2 separate regions of the Macaca mulatta genome follow, and region 2 is linked to region 1. Evidence: chromatin contacts called from public Hi-C data. All regions are on one chromosome and are shown on one strand. Each heading gives the region's core, a stretch centred on a gene start, on an enhancer-like site or on the middle of the called end of the contact. The rest is flanking DNA. Distances are from core to core; before and after follow the strand shown. Region 1 has its middle 16 kb from the start of TMEM200C. Region 2 holds the start of ARHGAP28 (Rho GTPase activating protein 28).

Region 1 (4,737 bases), core at 1,437-3,936:
TGCATCTCTCTATGGACACCTGGGTTGTTTCTACCTTTTAGCTATGATGAATAATGCTGTTATGAACATGGGTATATGCATACTATATTTTTTCCCAGTGGGCTCATGAACAAAGTTGCCATGGCAGCAGAGACAATAATAAGCCCCCAGTATGAGTGGCAGGTTGATCACATTGGACCACTCTCATCATGGGAGGGAGACTGTTATTCTCACTGGCATAGACACCTAGCCTGGATATAGATTTGCCTTCCCTACTGAAATGCTTCTGCCAAAACCACCATCTGTGGATTTCAGAATGTCTTTTTCACCATCATGATATTCCACATAGTTCTGATTCTGCCAATAGAATTAATTTTACAGTAAATGTAGTTTGTCAATGGGCTCATGTTCACGAAATTAACCAGTTTCAGTCATCTAAACAACTAGCCTGAGGGAATGATGGAATGGCCTTTTGAAGACTTAGTTGTAACACCAGCTGTGTGGCAACACTTCGCAGGCTGGGGTAACATTCTCTAGAATACGGTGTATTCTCCAAGTCAGCAAACAGTACGCCTTGATGCTTTTCCCATAGTTATGACTCACGTGTCTAATAATGAAGCAGTAGAAATGGAAGTGATTTCTCCCACTGTTACCTCTAATGACTAGTAAGTGAATTTCACTAGTATGCGAAATTTTTGCTTTCAGTAGCTGCAACTCTGGGCTCTGCTAGTCTAAAGATCTTAGTTCCCAAGAAAGGGATGCTTCCACGAAGCACAAAGTGTTGGTTCCATTAAACTGGAAGTTGAGATTGTCATCTGGGCAAAGAAAGGAGTGCCTGTACTAACCGATGTGACTGTTCTAACTATGAAGTGGAAATTGGTTTGCTACTCCACAGTGTGGGTAAGGAGGCTGTCCGGAATGCATGAGATCCTGATCGTGCCTGTGACAATTACTATGTCCTGTAAGGAAAAAGTACACCAACCCCATATAGGCAGAACAGCTCCGGGCACAGACCTTTCAAGAAGAAAGGCTTGGGTTACCTGCCAGAAAGGGACACAATCAGTCAATGTGCTTGCTCAAAGTGAAGTGAATAGAAAATATGAAAACTGATTTCTTTCTCCCTTACTCTGGCTCTTCTGCTGTCTAACTTATGATATGTTAATAGTAGTTCACTTGATTATATACCTCAATATTTAAACTACAGGATGGCAAAGGCTTGGAGGTGAACTAGCTACAGGAATGAGCATCACTAAAGGAGACTGAACCTGTACTCTTTTTCGTAGAGAGCGTTGCTGTGTTTTCAGGTGTGTGAGAGATAGCTACATCACGTTAGGTAGAAGCATGATGCTGCTTATGTCCTTATTTAGAAATTAAATATAGTTAAAGAGGTGCATATGGATGCCAAGCTGACAACAGATGGACTCTGGTGTTTTTTAACCATGTGGACTTGGTTAGGTTAGACCTATTTTCTCAGAATATACTGCTCTGTAGGATTCTGAGTTGGAGTCAGCCAGAAGACCAATTTGAAGAAGGTGGAAGCAACACAGCAGTTGTTGCCCTTGGGGATCATTGCGTTAGATGAGGTTACAGCAGATACAGTGGCGCTGGTGGGCTCCAGCCTGTCCTTGCTCTCCCTCTCTCCGCAGTCAGCTCTTCTTCTGAAGGATGACCACACGGAATAAGAGCAGCCCCAGGCCCACCACCTCACTCCAGGTGGCAATACAGAAGCACAGCTTCTGATGGCTTCCCCGCATCTTCAGTTTGCAGCCTCATTTCGGTGCTTGGACGTGCTTAACTTCTCAGGTTGATGACTTCTCCAAAACTCCAAATTCCTTCCTGGAACATCACTTGCCCCAGATCCTCCTATGACCAGACAACGTCCCATTCTTGAACTAAATCCCTTGTCCCCTAGATAGCTCACAGTGCTTCTGCTTCCAGAGTGAACCCTGAATGATTCAAAATGCTGTATCACACTAGGGGAAGAAACTTCCAAGTGGTGAGTGACTGAGAGAATAGTTCCTACTTCTGGAAACCAAAAAATCGCTGATTATTATCATGTCATTATTAACTAGTAATAATAGTAGCTGGCATTTATTGAGCACCCACTAAATGCCAGGCACACGGCCTTATATGCCTTGTGCCATTTGCTCCTCACAAAAACCTTCTGAGGTAGGCACTTGTCCTATTTTGCAGGTGAGAAAGCTTTTAGAGCTAGCTCAGTGCTGAAAATGTACACACTTGACTATTCTATTTTCATAAAATGCTCCTCCACATGTCACACATTGAAATTATTTGTTTACATATAGGTGTCCTCTACTAGACTATGAGATTTCAAGGTCAAAAAGTACATATTTTTAATATCTTCATTCTTAAAGACAGGGTCTGAAAATTAGAAGGTCTATGATAAATGTTTGCTAAAGAAATTGATGAATAGAAGGAATAGTGGTGAGAACTGTGGCCAGCATTAGTACTTCTGGTTAAAGAAAATTGGCAGTGAGTCTTGCGACTGACATTTGTTCACATTTCCAGGATGGGAGCCTAGCTATGTAAAAGAATTCCGGAAGAATACAGAGTAAGCTTGTGCTATTAATGGGAACAATGGTGATAAAAAGAAAATTTTATTATCCAGACCACTTCACATTTTGGTGGGAGGTCGGGGACAACAGGGAAGGGTATGCATTTTATAGAAAAAGCATATAGTACTTTGGAATGTGGCATTTGTTTTTACTTTAAGGCGCGCATACACCTACTTGGCAGTAGGGGGAGCAAGATGCAGGGAAATCTAAAATTTTACACTGGACAAAAAATGTGAAGACAACTGAGTCATCTAGGGATAAAAGCATGGGAAAGTGATTTGACACAAAGCCGTCTGAAATGGGCTATTGATATATTTTAAATACTAGCTCCTTAATTTAAAAGAGTTTTGAATTGGATACTTGAAAGAGTGTGAGGGTGAGAGGGAATGGGTGATGAGAAATTACTTAATGGGTACCATGTACATTATTCAGGTGATGGGCATAGTAGAAGCCCAAACTTCACCATTATTCAAGATATCCATGTATCATAATTGCACTTGTACTCTTTAAATTTATATGAATAAAAAATTAAAATAAAATGGTTTTTGAAATTTCTCAGTAGAGCCCTAGCATTCTAACACGCACTCAAGGGAAAATTGGGCAATGATCAGTATAGGTGTTCAATAAGGACAGAGCAGGATATATTGTTTTTTAACCTAAATCACCAGATTTGGGCCGGGTGTGGTGGCTCATGTCTGTAATCCCAGCACTTTAGGAGGTCAAGGCGGGCGGATCACCTGAGGTCAGGAGTTCAAGACTAGCCTGGCCAACATGGTGAAAGCCTGTCTCTACTAAAAATACAAAAATTAGCAGGGCATGGTGGCAGGCATCTGCAATCTCATATACTTTGGAGGCTGAGGCAAGAGAATTTCTTGAACCCAGGAGGCAGAAGTTGCAGTGAGCCGAGATTACACCACTGCATCCCAGCCTGGGTGACAGAGCAAAAATCCATCTCAAAAATTAATAATAATAATAACAGATTTGTTCTTTAGATAGTGGTAAAATTCCCACCACATTTATGCCAATTAGACCCAGGTTTGAACCCTTTGTGGTCTAAAGAAAACCAAAATTGAAGGGAAAACTAATGGTACCATTTAATTGAAATTCCCTAGGCATAATATAGTGTGATAAGATAAAATGTGTATTGCTATAAAGGTATGTTTTGCTTATTTTGTAAACAAGGATTATATTCTGCTTTGAAGTGCAAGAAGAAAGTCACAGTCTAGTTTTATGAAGACTAAACTAGAGAAAATCGAGTTCTCTTCAAGTGTATGACATCTCCACAAATGAATGTTTATGGCTTTACACTTGGAGTGTTCTTGGAACACTCTTCATAGGAAATCCTCCCTCAAGAAGACCCCCACCTGGCATCAGAACAAACCTAAGCTCTTTCCAAATTGTTTTGACCGTCTCTGAATTTTCTAATTTGAATCTAGGAGGGAAAATCCTGTATATTCAAATTGAGCAATGTAATTGACTAATGAATTGTTACTATTTTATTTTAATTTAATGATGCAAACATTTTGAAATCAACTTCAGTGCCTGTAAAGTTGACATTTGTTTGGTTCGCTTCACTTTCAGGGCATTTTCTAGTCTAATTAAACCCATGTAGCAAGGACTAGAGCTCCAAAATACTTCAGTCTTCACTTAGGCTCATAATTCTGGTTATGGTAGGCATAATGAGAATCCAAACAATTTCACATGAAAACCAAAATATAATATACAAACTCACTATGGAATTCATCAAGTCTTATGTATCGCTTTGCTAGTATAAATATGATCAAGTTCATTCCTGAGTCTCGGCCATGACCAAATCCTATGACTTACAAATTTTGTTTTGGAATTTTTCAATTTTTCTTAAGGTCACAGTCTATGTCATTAGAACTATGGCATACATGGCTTGTCAGTCCTATTATCTGCTTGAAGCAAAGGTTTTCTTGCTATGACATGTGATTTATTCTCAAAAGTATTTTTGTTCACAGACACTTACTCAAAATAAATCAGTAAGTTACAAAGTTGACTTGCTTTAAGTTTCAATAGTCCGTTCCTTGATGCATGTGTGTGTGCACATACATGCACACTAATCACACCTCCAGAATCTCCTTCAGCCCATAACATTTGCAACTCAAAATCCCAGGTATCCTTCCACTAATACTTCTATCATCAACTCTAATTTTTATTG
Region 2 (4,737 bases), core at 1,074-3,573, 830 kb after region 1:
AGAAGGGCAGAAGGAGGGTTGCTTTGAATTAGGAACACCTGAGAGGCTTTATAGTGGTATATAGAGGGTTTTCCAGGATTTCCAGACAAGAAATACTAGGTAGAGGCAAAGACAAAGTAAGATCACAGGACAGGCTGGTGTAAGTGGGCCACAGGGCCTTGGGAGTGATGAAGTACTAGGAGATCAAAATAGATTAAGGAGAGGCCACACTAAGGAGTTTGGACTTCAATTTGTAGCAAGTAGGTTACATTTGAGGGCTTTCTGAGAAAGAAGAAGAGGATGTTCTGCATTTTAGGAAAATCACCCAAACAGCATTTTGAAAGGGGATGGGGCTTAAGAGGAAGCTGATGGAAAGTAATCTTTGTGAAGGAAAGATTGCGGCCACCTAGTCAGGAGATGGTGACGAGAGGGCAAAGACATTAGCGGTGGGAATTCAAAGAATGGTTGGCAGATATTTTGAGGAACAAATGACAGATTTGATCATCGATTGGAGGGAGGAGTCCAAAGTGAAACCAGGGCGTCTACAATGTGAATACACAAGAGGAGGAGGGCTCCTTGGCTGGCAGGATGAGGCGTTACTGCAATGCGGGGCATCTAGAGGCCGTGTTACGATCAAAATGTTTATAAGAAAAGACCCTGTAGGTATTTCATATTGTGAGTCTGTAGTTCAGAAAAATAAAAGAAGAATGTCCCATGCCCAGAAAAAGTTCCACTACTATAATTCCTTATGATAATTCTAAAATACTATCAGATAAAAATTACAAGCTTTTATGAAGTTTGGTGCCAAAATTTATTGGGTGATAAACTTGACCTGAACAAATGTGAGGCTATCTATAGACTTTATCCTACTCAAAGTCAATATTCATTTTTCTTTGCTGCAGAAGTAATACACTTAAATATACAATACTGTCCCAAATTTACTGGGCTGAGGGTTTTTTATATTAAATGGTGCATGCATGAAATTATCATTTAAAAATAAAAAGTAGATGTAATTTCTGAAATGCATCTGTTCCCAAGGTTTTAGATGAAGAATTGTGGATACATATCAGTACCTACAGTGGTTTTTCAACTTCACGTTTTAAGAAGGTATTGTCTTAGTTTTATGCATTGGCATAAAGCACAGTAAGTAAACAGATGCCTCTTTTTATCTGAAAACTTTGGAGAATAAAGCATTCTTTGCATGTGTCTTTTCCATACACTCGTGCTTGATAAGTTTCTTTATCCATAAAATTGGGATAATAATACTACCTACCTGTTTAAACAGCTAATGTACACCATTGTTTAAACAGCTAATGTACACCATCTAACACGTTAGTAAATTTAGTCATTATTAGCTTACCGTTTAATTAATAAAACATTTTTTAAAGCATTTTGGATGAAAAACTTATGTTTTCCCAAACTCTGAAAGTGCAATGAAAATAAATGTGTCCCTTCTTGATGAATGTAAAGAGCAAAGAGTACCCCCATTTCTTGAAAACCTAACAGGTACTTGTTGCTTTAATCCTACAAGATGAATGTTATTTTCCCCATTTCACAGAGGCAGCAACACAGATTCCGAGATGTTAAGTAGCATGATCAAGTTGCCCTCCAGTAAGGGATAGATTAACTTGTCTTTCTACTTCATCTAGCTCCTAGGGATGTGTGGAAGAGACAGCAGATAAAACACTGTCCATGTGAGTAAAACATTCACGTGGGCCTCTTCCTAGGCATACTTCTGGTTACTTTTTAATCAGCTATAAGAATGTCGTATTTTTCCATTTGTGCTATTAGTCCTATGTGGATAAGGACATACTTCAGACTCAAGATTTCTAATGATGCCCCTTTTTATCTACCTCGAACCAGTCCCTACATCCTCCCCCACCAACAGTAACTTCTGGAAATAACATCCATTTGGCCTATAATAATAAAGTCTAATTTTCAGACAAGCTGCAAACGGTATCTGTTAATTTGATCATGACTGGGAGGAGGAAAGGGATGTGAGAGTGAGGTAAGAGTCTGGTAGTGAGATTGAGGGTGGGGGAGGGAAGCGTTCCCTTGCTATGAGAGGGAATTACCTGACCCAAAAGGAAATCAAGTTTATTGTAACTTGACTAAGTCAACAGCAAGGTAATCCAGTTCTTCAATTTTTGATGTGGATGCTTTAAATGACAGAGTGTCACATTTTCTCCTTTTCTTCCCCAGAGCACACATTTCAAACCCCGCCTCTCTCCTCAGCCTGAGGTATGGTTTCTTAGTCTCACTCCTTGCAGCCAGGCAGGAAATGTTCCCAGCCACAGGATAAGCCTCCAGTTGGAAGCGGGCTGGGAGGGGGAGTGAGAAAAGGAAAAAAAAAGAAACAATGAAAAACAAACTTTACTAGAGCCGCTAGCAGGAGCCCCAAAGGATCCCGGCCGGTTTCCAGTTTCCTAGAAGCGGGGATCACACCTCCCCCCGCACTCCCGACACATGCGCGCACACGCACACACAGGCGCAAACACACAGGCACACACACGGACACAAAGGCGCGCGCACACACACACACGGACACACACGTACACACGGGCGCGCACACAGAGGCACAAACGCGCACACAGGAACAAACATGGACACCCAAAGGCTTACACACACACACACACACACACACACACGGACACACAAAAGCGCACACACGGACACACAAAGGCGCGCGCACACAGGCACAAACGCACACACAGGCACACACAGGCGTGCAGACATACACAGGCACACAAACAGGCACACACACGCACACACAGGCACGCACGCGCGCGCGCGCGCGCGCGCACACACACACACACACACACACACACACACACACACAATGCCCGCCCCTACTCCAGCCCGTGGGCGTGGTTCCCAGCGTCTGCGAATTCGCGCGCCCGGGGCGGGGCGGGGCGGGGCGGGCCTGCCCGGGGGCCACTGACAGCCGCGGGAGAGAGCGGCTGGTCGCACCTCCGGCCCCGCTGCCCAGCTGCTGACAGCCTCCCGGCGCGCCGGTCCATGCTGGTCCCGGTCTTTGTTCTGGGGCCGGCGCCGAGACATGCGTGGCTGACGATGGAGGTGGAGGACTCGGGCGGCGTGGTGCTGACCGCCTACCACTCGTACGCCCGCGCCCAGCCCCCCAACGCAGAGTCGCGCTGCGCGCCCCGGGCCGCCGCCAGCCACCCGCTCAGCAGGTACCCGGAGCCGCTCCCGCCAGGGCGGCGCAGTCGCGCCGGGCTTGGGGGGTTCGCCGTGCAGCTGCGCCTTCTGCCTGGGCGCAGATAGTTGTTTCAAGTTTTGGTGGACTAGATGAGTGAGCCTGGGGTTCTTTGCATTGTCTTTGACTGGAGGTGGGAAACGCTCGAAGGCTGCACTAGCCTGGGCTGAAGTCGTTGGCTAGCAGAGATTAGCAGCGGGATTGCATTCTTGATACGATTTGAGGATAAGTCATGTGTATATATATATATATATATATATATATATATATATATATACACCCATTTCGGCCAAAGTTGCCTATAAAATCTCGGGAAATTAAAAAATTTTCCAAATGAAACACAAGCAGCACATGAAAAGAAAACATTAAAATACATAACCCTAAATCCTCAAAATACTCCTTTTGAGAGCTTGTTCAGTAACTGCATTTCTGATTTAAAATGTAGGTTGAGAAATTCTCTAAAAAGTACACCTCAGTAGACTTTAAAAGACAATTTTATTTCTACATGTTAAAACCTTTCAACTGTATAAATGCATTGGTGTCATTATTTGATTACTGCTGATGTCAACTCTATGTTGTGAATGCAATTATATTTCCTTTTGGTCAAAAGAAGCCTATACGCATCTCATCCTGTATATTTCAGATTTAATGAGGGATCTATGTTAAATTACTGTGTCAGTGATCATCCATTTGATGCAAGATCAAGGCCAATGAGACTCTCCTTAACTAAAACAAAAATGGTTAAGTGGGTAGACAAAAGTATTGTGATGAGTGAGATGGTTTGGTATTTGATACATATTTGGGGGAAGTTTTATTTGTGTAAATGTGACTATCTGATCCATTGATGAGTGCTTTTCTTTACAAGTGGGCAATTTGAGTGATGTGTTTTCATCATGTTTATTTTTAATCATTTCTTTTTTCTCATACTTTTAACTTTAGTTACGTGATAATGATTGCTTCTGTTTCCTAATTTAATTGATTGTGATTTTAATTGATTTCCTAATTAACAGATTGTGACTTTATTTCAAGGAATACTTTTTGGCTAGTATCCATGGGAAGAACAAACTACATTGGCAAGAGATCTATGTTGGACTTGGCTAACAAAGAAAATGTTGTTTCTTTCAAAAACAGCAGGTTGAGTGAAATCTCACTTTTATATAAAGACAGTGGGAAAATAACATTTTTTTCCAGCTTTAGGAGTTGTGCATATACTTTTAAAGGCTCCTTGAAAATAAAAACTGGCATTTGTCTTTAGGGTATTTTCTTTTCTAAACATAATCATTGGCTGTAAGTACTCAGATTATGACTAACTAAATATATATATATATATGTGTGTGTGTGTGTCTGTGTGTGTGTGTGTGTTGATGAAAAGCATGGGCCGAGTTTGTCCATTTCTTAAACGATTCTAGTGTAGCTGTCCTGTCTATAATTCCCAGCAGCTGTCTCAGAGCACCAGCCAGATTGTGCCATTTGGGCGATTTGAAACTACATCCGTTTCCAAAGCAAACTAGAAGCAGAAGTTCTATTAACTCAGCATGTGG

The links. Hi-C and Micro-C count contacts between places; a contact is called where the count stands out from the background.
Region 2: a contact with region 1 is called in a Hi-C map of fetal cortical plate, with 3 times the contacts expected there. The contact joins the promoter of ARHGAP28 here to the enhancer-like site in region 1. A contact is called at or near these places in 2 of 14 Hi-C or Micro-C datasets (fetal cortex germinal zone and fetal cortical plate).

Annotation. Positions count from the first base shown.
Region 1 is chr18:76,996,490-77,001,226 of T2T-MMU8v2.0, forward strand. No RefSeq gene overlaps it. Among named protein-coding and RNA genes, the nearest start is that of TMEM200C, 16 kb to the right of the region's middle. Within about 2 kb of position 2,687, at least 1 of the 40 cell types and tissues checked has an H3K27ac peak or open chromatin away from gene starts, as enhancers often do. A contact at or near this core is called in fetal cortical plate, where this site is marked.
Region 2 is chr18:77,824,465-77,829,201 of T2T-MMU8v2.0, forward strand. It overlaps ARHGAP28 (Rho GTPase activating protein 28), which reads left to right and starts at 2,324. Exons shown (of 18, transcript XM_028838212.2): 1 at 2,324-3,173. The coding sequence starts at 2,446. LOC144336386 (a long non-coding RNA gene) reads right to left here and starts at 3,092. Exons shown (of 2, transcript XR_013408129.1): 1 at 2,950-3,092; 2 at 2,059-2,300.